Regions from separate parts of the Mus musculus genome. Here all the other regions are linked to region 2. The links are chromatin contacts, called in public Hi-C and promoter capture Hi-C maps. All regions are on one chromosome and are shown on one strand. The core of a region is the stretch at or near the end of the contact, and the rest is flanking DNA. Distances in the headings are between cores, read along the strand shown. Region 1 overlaps Gm20498 (predicted gene 20498). Region 2 holds the start of Map3k9 (mitogen-activated protein kinase kinase kinase 9). Region 3 holds the start of Cox16 (cytochrome c oxidase assembly protein 16).

The links. Promoter capture Hi-C pulls out the DNA fragments that hold promoters and counts their contacts. Hi-C and Micro-C count contacts between places; a contact is called where the count stands out from the background.
Region 1: a contact with region 2 is called in a Hi-C map of adipose-derived mesenchymal stem cells, with 5 times the contacts expected there. The contact joins the enhancer-like site here to the promoter of Map3k9 in region 2. A contact is called at or near these places in 1 of 15 datasets of contacts at CTCF or cohesin (embryonic stem cells), 4 of 484 Hi-C or Micro-C datasets (B cells, the N1E-115 cell line, adipose-derived mesenchymal stem cells and 1 more) and 1 of 115 datasets of contacts at active chromatin or transcription factors (astrocytes).
Region 3: a contact with region 2 is called in a promoter capture Hi-C map of neural stem cells. The contact joins the promoter of Cox16 here to the promoter of Map3k9 in region 2. A contact is called at or near these places in 11 of 39 promoter capture datasets (the 3T3-L1 cell line, cranial neural crest, embryonic stem cells and 7 more), 13 of 484 Hi-C or Micro-C datasets (CD4 T cells, CD8 T cells, the HL-1 cell line and 6 more) and 5 of 115 datasets of contacts at active chromatin or transcription factors (embryonic stem cells, epiblast stem cells and extraembryonic endoderm stem cells).

The regions. Positions count from the first base shown.
Region 1 is chr12:81,407,312-81,410,636 of GRCm38.p6, forward strand. The region is part of intron 5 of Gm20498 (predicted gene 20498); the gene reads right to left. All of the region lies in intron 3 of Cox16 (cytochrome c oxidase assembly protein 16), which reads right to left. Among named protein-coding and RNA genes, the nearest start is that of Adam4, 13 kb to the right of the region's middle. Within about 2 kb of position 1,915, at least 9 of the 459 cell types and tissues checked have an H3K27ac peak or open chromatin away from gene starts, as enhancers often do. A contact at or near this core is called in adipose-derived mesenchymal stem cells, where this site is marked.
Region 2 is chr12:81,779,453-81,782,497 of GRCm38.p6, forward strand. It overlaps Map3k9 (mitogen-activated protein kinase kinase kinase 9), which reads right to left and starts at 1,718. Exons shown (of 11, transcript NM_001174107.1): 1 at 1,038-1,718. The coding sequence starts at 1,422. It overlaps Gm46366 (a long non-coding RNA gene), which reads right to left. Exons shown (of 3, transcript XR_001780649.2): 3 at 2,568-3,045.
Region 3 is chr12:81,483,688-81,486,966 of GRCm38.p6, forward strand. Cox16 (cytochrome c oxidase assembly protein 16) reads right to left here and starts at 1,450. Exons shown (of 4, transcript NM_001309809.2): 1 at 1,210-1,450. The coding sequence starts at 1,278. The region is part of intron 3 of Gm20498 (predicted gene 20498); the gene reads right to left.

The sequences.
Region 1 (3,325 bases), core at 665-3,164, 370 kb before region 2:
ACAAACAAGAAGCCTACAGAACTCCAAATAGACTGGACCAGAAAAGAAATTCCTCCTGTCACCGAACAGTCAAAACATCAAGTGCGCTAAACAAAGAAAGAATATTAAAAGCAGCAAGGGGAAAAGGTCAAATAACATATAAAGGCAGACCTATCAGAATTACACCAGACTTCTCACCAGAGACTAGGAAACTAGGAGATCCTGGGCAGATGTCATTCAGACCCTAAGAGAACACAAATGCCAGCCCAGCCTACTATATCCAGCAAAACTCTCAATTACCATAGACAGAGAAAACAAGATATTCCATGAAACATCAACTTTACACAATATCTTTCCACAAATCCAGCCCTATGAAAGATATTAGATGGAAATTACCAACAAGCAGAGACACCCTAGAAAAAGCAAGAAAGTATTCTTTCAACAAACCCAAAAGAAGATAGCCACACAAATATAACAACAAACAAACAATAATAACAACAAAAAATAACAGAAAGTAACAATCACTTTTCCTTAATATCTCTCAATATGAAAATTAATATTACCAACATATCCTAATGGATTGAAATTCAAAAATATGAGGAATTAGAAATTTGTTGGCTGTCACCCAGTGGTCTCTTTAATTTGGTAATTTGAGAAATAGGTCCAATATTGTACAGTCCATATACACTTTCTGCTTGTTTGTACATGATAGTACCTTACTGTGTATCACATGATGGTCTTGAAATCATGCTTCCCCTATCTCTCCCTCTCTAGTAGTGGGATTGTTTATTTGATGCTTTTACATTATAATATGGTTTTCAGAACAGCTTACATATTTCAAAAGTATCTATATAGCCAAAAGAAACATAGACAATTAGTTAGGGAGGTGGTTTGTAAGAGAACAACAGAGTGAGACAGAATGTTTTGCTTGATATTTAAATTATTCTATCAACTTTGAAGAAGATGACCTTGTAAGTTACTCTTTTCCAGAGATGACTACTTTTCAAAATCATCACAGCCAATGAACTAGAATCTTACCCTCACCTAATGTCTGTGCCTCCCTCCAAGCAGAACCATTGTTCATTGAAACACTTGATGAATGACTTCATGGATAGACCATCTTAATACACACACCATTTCTTATATGAATGTAACCTGTTCCCTGTGGGCTGAGAATGATGACAATCACTCAAGTCAAATAGCTTTGACCATAGCAGGAAATCTGTATTCGAATAATTGTGCCTACAATTCATTCCTTGGTGCAGTAGCAGTCAAATCTTAGTTACTAAGGAGGTAAAATCCTTTGTTGGTGTGAGGTACATTGAAGTACAGCCTTATTACAATGAACTCCAATGTCTAAAACTTGTTCTTATTTTGGGGTTGTACCACAGTAAAAGCCAAGATTTTAATGTTTACTAAAAACAAAACAAACAAAGAAACAAAAAAACTTTATCTTTTTATGTTCATTTAATAACGTGCCCATCATTTTTATGACTGGTAGAAAATATGTATTGTGTTAAATATAATAATAAAAATAATAATACAAAAAAGAAGTGGAAAGAAAAAACAACAAAAAATACATTCAGACTCAAGTAATGGTTTGAGTAGCCAAGCTACAAAGCAAGAAATCTGGATCCACAAAAAAATAAGGCAGCGAGACGCACCTTCTTGGGGTTAACAGGAATGCCTAAATAGCAACAGAACTTTGCCACAAACAATGTGAATCCACCCTTGAGCATGCCAGTAGCCAGTAAACTCTACCACTCTTAAGTGTACACACATCCAGGGGAAGATAATTTGGAAAGTATTGCAGTGCTGCTCCTCCAGAGCCTAAGAAACTCACCTCGTTCAACAGCTTCAGTACAAAATGACTCACAGATGAGTAACCCTGAGTGGCAGTCATCGGGAGAGCAGATGCTTGGACCTTAGACTATGTACCCCAGACTAGGCCTAAACTCATCACATAGCCCAGGCTGCTCTCAAACTTCTTACTATCATACCTCCTCAGCCATGCAGTGCCGAAGCAAATGCATGCCCCCAAACCTGGTTTATACTGACCCAAGTTCTAGTGCTTACAAAGAATTGATCAGACTGGTGCTAATACTAGCAACTGCAGCTTCTTTCTGCTGAACATTTAAGGCCCGAGACTGCTCGCCTACAGAGACCTCCTACCAAGACAAGTAACTTCTGCCCCCATCTCCACCCCAAATCCATGCTCTACATAATAAAAAGGTACTGATGCATGCTGAGATTCCAGGTTGTTCACAGTGGGATGTGTGGCCTCAGGATAGCACAGACCACCTGACCCAGCTTATCTTTTTCTCCATTACCTTACTACCCAGTCAGAGCTCCAGACCCCAGCCAGGAAGGTCACAGCAATGTACAATAATGTGTAATTATATAGCTGTACTTTTATATGATTGGCAGAGCAGGTTTTCTCATACCAGCATACCACAAGCATATAAGTTGTGCATTACGGTATATTACAGCAACCATGATTTCATCAAGTGCAAAGAATTTTTTAGGTGTACAGCACAGCAATCATACCTGTAGCATACCTCTGGCCGAAAGGTCATTATGAAGCATGTGAGTGTACTTGAATAAGTGAGCTAGTCTCTGGACTACCAAATAAAAGCTAAGGGTATCCTTTTGATAGCCTGGGCTTTCAATCTTTTTCTACTCATGTATAACATTGCTCTTATGGCTTCTCCATATTCAGCAACTCACACACAGCTCTCAAAGCTGGGAACTCTTCCAGGGATAAGTACACTACATTCTGCACTTAACTCCCCTGATGTCTGATTTTACTCTGTTCCCAAGTAGATAATGCCTTTATCTCATTGCAGCTTCATGCCTCCATATAAGTCTTTAAGATGAACTTGGCATGGGCTTCTCTATTTTTTCCAGAGATTTCTTTAAATTACCTCATCTATTCCTGTTGATAATGGAAGTCTTGTAGTCATCTCTCAAGGTACTAGAATAATTCAACGCCACCTGGGAAGGACAAACTGCACTGTGGACATTTAGCACCTTTGGATCTCATTGTACAGTGAATGTTGTATAGATGTTTACACCCATTCGAGTTCTTGCTTTCAAGTATCAAACTGATCCTGGGTGGATTAGGTTGCTCACAGGGCTTGAACCATGGTGACTGTGAGGCTGAGAGCAATCCAGTTTCTAGAGATGGCCCATAGTAAGCAGAAATTCTTCAGCATGTAGCCCCAGTGTTACCAAAGTTAGATGCCACCACCCAAGTGTCCTTGGGCAAATGGTAACTGTTACTCAAAATAAGTATTAGGGAAAGGGATGGAAGCCGGGTAATAGAGGAAAACCAAGGAAGAGAAGC
Region 2 (3,045 bases), core at 468-2,967:
CGCTATAAACTGCACTTAGAGAGACTGCCATCTTCTAAACCAATCAAGAATATACAAGTGATTAAGAAATTACAATGGCAATTTAACTCGAAAGAAAGAAAGAGAAAGAAAGGAAGAAAGAAAGAAAGAGAGAGAGAGAGAGAGAGAGAGAGAGAGAGAGTGGGTGGGTTTTGCTAGGAACATGGAACGGTTCCTGGGAAATTGGTGAAAACCAGGACACAGGGAGAAAGGCCCTGGGAGGGAACCCTGGTCCTGGCCCCTGAGATTTGGCCAATGCCAAATATAGGCAAGGATCTAGGGTGGAAAAAAAAAATGTGTTGTGTGAACAGTATGGCTGTATGGGACAAGGACTTAGCCACTGTACCTGCTGATCCTGAACTCCCACGAGGGACAGACATACTTTCTCCCTCTAATTATTTCTCCACTCATAACTTTGCCCCCTCCCCTTGTACACACCTTTCCTAACATAATATTCGGCAAGATTCCTCAGGGTACAACTTTGAAATACAGTACGAGAACCCAAGAAACCAACACGAGATTTCAAAGGCACCTGACTCCTGAGTTCACACACGCTTCCGGGACTTGTGAACCTGCCCAGGCAGGCGGGAGGCACCTCCACTCCTCTCTAGACAAATACCTTTAAGAGGCGGAGACAAGAAACAGAAAAGGTCCGCCGGGTCCTTGATTAGGGAACTAAGGTTACTGGTGACAGTAACCACCTGCTCTCCAAAACCCTTCCAGATCTGGAGGGGCACAAGGGGCGGGGGGGGCGGGGGGGGGTAAGGGGTTGGGACGTAAGGAGACTCCTGCTAGGGTTTCAAGAGTTGCTACTTGAGCGAGTCAGATGACGGTGAAGAAGCCCGGTGTTCCAGGCAGGGCCTGCGACTCTGGAGCTTCTGGGTAGCACCAGCTAAAGCCCCTGCAGCCAAAGTGCCCACCCATGCCCGGGCCAGTCGCTCCCCACTCGGGACTGCTCTTCGCCCATCCTTAGGCCTCAGCCCCCCGTCCCCACCGGGCACCGGTGCCCGCCTTCTTACGCTGAATGGGCGGGTAGCAGCTGGGGTCCTCGGCGCCCGGCTGGCAGCGGCTGGAGAAGGCGCTACGCGGGGTCACGTAGTTGCTGGGGAAGATGCCCACCCGCTGGTTCAGCTGTCCGGTCCACCAGCCCTCATCGCCGGACACCTGCGAGTCCTTGGACAGCACCTCTACCACATCGCCCAGCCGCAGGGTCAGCTCGTCCTCGCCCGCCGCCTCGTACTCGAACACAGCCGTCCAGTAGGGCAGCGCGGCGTGAGATCCCAGCTCGGCCGCCGCCTCCTCCTCGTCCTCCTCCTCTTCGGCCCCAGCGCCCGTGGCATCGTCCCCCGGCGGGGCGGCAGTGGCACTCGCCAGGCAGCCGAGAAGCGATCTGGAGGACTCCATGGAGCGGCTGGTCCATAGGGTGCGGGGCGGCCGCCCGCGGGAGCCGCCGCCGCCTATTGTTCATGCGGCTCGGCAGCGCTGGGGGCTCCGCGCCCCCGACGGCCGCCGCAGGTAGGGCCCGAGCAGGCTGGGCGCGCGAGAGTCGAGGACGCCCGGTGCGCACCGCGAGCGCGCACCGCGGACAGGGGCGCGGCGCAGTCCCGGCCGCCTGGCGCCCCCGCGGGCGGCCTCGCCCCTCGGCGGCTCCCACCTGCTCGTGCCGCCCGTGCCCGCCGCCCGCTGGCCGCTCCCTCCCCTCCCCGCCCCGTGCGCCCCGCCTCCCGCACGCCCGGGACCACCTGACGCGAGCCTGGCTCCGCCCCAGCCCTGCGGACCCGGGGGCGGGGCCTCCAGGATGGGCCCGCCTCCACAGCCAACCCATCCTCCCATTGGCCCGCCGCGGCTGTCCGTCTCCTGAGGGTGGCTGAGACCTCATTGGGTGGCTCCCGAAGGTGAGACCCAGCGTGCGTTCGGACAGTCCGAGCGGGCTGCGGAGCCCTCTGTCTTTTGTCCGCGCCGTTTGGTCCTACGGGCTGCGCCAATTCCCGGTTCAGATGGATCTGCTGTTCCCCTATTTGGCCACGGGGACCAGCTTACGTCCACTGTCGCCGCTACGCACACACTCACACCCCGGAACCTTATGGCTAGCGATGGAAGAACTCTTTCGATTGCTCTGCTGGCCTTAATGAAGACTGTGTTCATCTTTGTAAGAAGAAGTTCCTGGCCATTGTTATTAGAATTCCGAAAGGGGAGGTCTCCTAGTGGGGCTTCCGCAGGCTCGGGAAGTCATGCGGAACCAGCTAGTTTGCGCTTGCCTTGTGAAACTGGCTATATCTAGGACCCTGGTGACTGGATACCCAGTTTCCAAAGACTAAAGGAGTAAAGGCGGGTGCTGCCTGCCATTCTTGGGCAAGGGCTGACCTATGCTATGTCTTTTTGTTACCTGCCGCCACCACCCCCAAGGACCTTAACCTCTTTTACATGTTTTTAAGCCTGTCATAGCAATGGCTTCCATATTTCAGCCATGGTAACTACCAAACTGTATTTCCAAGACAGGCATTGATGTGATTTGTGTAACAAGAGTCAGTACTTCATTGTTTATTTGCTCATTTGTGGTTTTGAAGCAAGATCTTACTGGGTAGGCCATACTGGCCTCTCATTATCTCGCTGCCTCAACTGCCCAAGTCTTGGGATTACAGGCGTGTGCCAATGTGCCCCACCAGACCATTTTTGTTTCATTTTAATTTGAAGTTTAATATTAGGCAAACTGGAGCAATTTGAAAAAATAGCGAGGCAGCTACATGACCTTGGGCAGGTGCCATCTGTTTATCCTTGAAGTGAAGACCGTGGAGGGAAAAGCCTCCTGTGTTTTAGTTTTGGACATCCAGTGATTTGCAAGGGGCTGTGACTACATTGTAAAGGGAGACACTGTGCACATTTAAGGTCTTGGGAAAGGGATGAGATGGTACTGTTCAAGGAGCATCCAGACAGTCCTGGGGACGGAGATCCGGAAGTAAATCCCCTAACGCAGTCAAGTTTATAGGAGGGTCTAACATGTTCAATTCCTGGGAGGGTCAGTAAACT
Region 3 (3,279 bases), core at 200-2,699, 300 kb before region 2:
TAATTTTAAATAAAAAAGAATGCTATTTTGCACACATGTATGTGCATAAAGCAAACAGAAATGAACGACTAGCTAGCTGTGTGTGTGTGTGCACGCGCGCGCGCGCGCGCGCGTGTGTGTGTGTGTGTGTGCGCGCGCGCGCGTTATAAAACAGAAGAGGAGAAACCCAGAACTCAGAGGAGGATTTCTCAAATTGGGCATAGAAAGTGCTCTTTGCTTAACTTCTGGAAGGGCATCTGTAAAATAAATTAGGCTTAAGAGTTTTTTCTAGACAGAGTTCCAGAGTGTGCCTTCATAAGACTGATAGGACCATTTAAAAACTGACCAAGAAAGGAATTTCCATTTGTAAAGGAGCCTCTTTCCTGCTGGGTAGCCCCGAAAATAGGGCAGGGTGCTAAGTCTACATAGAAAGCCTAGCCCTGAGATTTTTTTTTTCTTTCCATAACATCTTGACTTTTATAATTTTGAAAGAAAATCAAATTGACTCCCATAGTGATAAATGGTAAGTCAGTAGCAACATCCGTGATTTTGAACGGCAGAGGAACTTGCAGAAATAAAAAAATTTATATATGCCTTGTAAATTGCTGTCATTTTATAAAAACGAACGCTTACCCCAAAACTCTTAAAGCAGATTGCAGAGTTCCCTAATTATCAAAACAAGATCCAGACACATCAAAGACGACTTAAAAAAACATATTACGTTTCTAAAATCAACCTTTCTTTTAGCAGTGCTTAAATACAAAAGGCACTTCACACGTGCCAAGAACCACACCAAGAAAAATGTCTTGTATTTTTAAAAGTTTTTGTTTATTTTCTTTTATATCGTAATATGCTAAAGCAAATTAACTTAACAATGATCAAACAACAAATTATGAACATAATTACTACAAATGAATGTAATTATTAAAGAAGACATTTGATTAGTCTTCTTGCAAAATCTCAACATTTAACCCAGGAAAGGTACTGTAAAACGGGGATAGTAACACGCGCGTTCACGAAGGGAAAGGAAACGGGGGGTGGGGGATGGCGGGACCCGAGGTACACTTTTGAGCGTGAACTTAAAAACAAAAACAAAAACCTCAAAGCTCCGGTGGCTCCCACAGACCCCCTAGTCAGCAGTATCCGAAAGACAGCACCAATACGCCACTCAGCCAAAGAGGGCCCGCCCCTTCCGGACTCGCAGCCCCTGCTCCCGTCACAGCCGCTCACCAACATGGGAACTCCATAGCGTAGAGTCTTGTTCTTACGCAGAGCTCGCAACACAGCGGGCGCAATCATGGCAGAAGGTGCGGCCTGCTTAGTCAGCCGCTTCCAGAGCGAGCCCAGCGCGGCCCGCAACACGTCTCAGGCGAAGTTGTAGACTCAGCGCAGGCTTTGGGTGCCAGGTCCACGCCTGATAAGCCTCCCCGAGGCAAACGGAAACGATTGGCCTTAACGCACTTCTGCTTCCTCCCTCCCCCGGAAGTCGAGGCTTCTGAGCTCTGGTTCCGTGACCTCAGGATACGCCGGGTGCAATTGGGTTTTTCGATTTGGAAAATCTGTAATTCGCATATTCTGGATCTTGACTTCTGCGACTCAAGAAACTCAGATAAAGGGCGGGGTTGGTTTTTAAGCTAATGCACAAGTAGCACCAGGTTAATGAACACATTTTAAGTCGTGGCTCATCAGTTGTAACTGAACTTTTTAAAATTTTTTATTATTTTATTTATTTACAATTCAAATGCTATCCCCCGTCCCGGTTTCTGCTCCGCAAACCCTCTATCCTACTCCTTACTCTCTGCTTCTTTGAGGGTGCTCCCCCACCGACTCCCACCTCACTGCCCTAGCATTCTCCTACACTGGAGCATCAGGCCTTCAGAGGACCAAGGGCCTCTCCTCCAATGGATACCAGATAAAGCCATCCTCTGCTACAAATGCACCTGGAGCCATAGGTCCCTCCACGCATACTCTTTGGTTGGTGGTTTAGTCCCTGGGAGCTCTGGGGAATCTGATTGGTTGTTCTACCTATGGGGTTGCAAATCCCTTCAGTTCCTTCAAGTCCTTCCCCAACTCCTCTATTGGGGTCCCTGTTCTCAGTCCGATGGTTGGATGTGAGCATCCACATCTGTATAGGTAAGGCTCTGACAGCCTCTCAGGAGACAGCTATATCAAGCTCCTTGCAACAAGCACTTCTTGGCATCGGCAATAGTGATGGCTGTATGGGTATTGATCAACAATAGGTTTGGTAGCTGCATATGGGATGGATCCCCAGGTAGGGCAGTCTCTGATGGCCTTTCCTTCAGTCTCTACTCCACTCTTTGTCCCTATATTTTCTTTAGACAAGAGCAATTTTGGATTAAAATTTTTGAGAAAAGTGGGTGGCCCCATCCCTCAACTGGGGGTCATGTCTAACCTCTGGATATGGTCTCTACAGGTTCTCCCTCCCCTTTGTTGGGTATTTCAGCTAATGTCATCCCCATTGGGTCCTGGGAACCTCTTGCTTTCCTGGTGTCTGGGACCTTCTGTTGGCTACCTCCTGTTCATCTCCCATTGCAACACACCTTTCTGTTCAGTTCCCTGATCCTGGCTCTGTACATCTCCCCTGTTTCTTCCCACCTGACCCTGCCCCCCCTTTTTTTCTTCTCCCCTTCCTTTATTCCTCCCAACCTTCCCACCCTCTATCTCCCATGATTATTTTGTTCCCTCTTCTAAGTAGGACTGAAGCATCACACTTTGGTCTTCCTTCTTCTTGAGCTTCATATGGTCTGTATAAGTTGTATCATGAATATTCCAAGCTTTTTTTCCTAATATCCACTTATCAGTGAGTGTATACCATGTGTGTTCTTTTGTGACTGGATTACCTCACTCAAGATGATATAGTCTAGGTTTTTTTTTTTTTTTTTTTTTTTGCCTGCGAATTTCATGAAGTCCTATACTTAATGAATGAACACTTGTTTTTCATTGTTTGTGTGCCTCTGGATGAGTCAAGAAACACAGAAACAAAAAAGAAGAAACAGGTCATCTAATAGGGACACAAACTAGAAAGTATGATAGTTTGGATGAACAAAACACCTGCCTTGTCTTTTCCAGGAAGAGACAGAGAAAACCTTTGCCTCTGCCTCTGTCTCTCTGATGCCACTGAAATGCTTTGGGAGTAGCCTCACAAGTAACCACAGGAGAAGCTACGTATCTCCTTAAGCTTAGGATAACATCTATGTCAGGGGGAAAGAGGGCATAAAGGCAAAGGGGAGACTGAATGATCTTAATCTCACACAGCACTGGAAAGACAGGTTTATACAT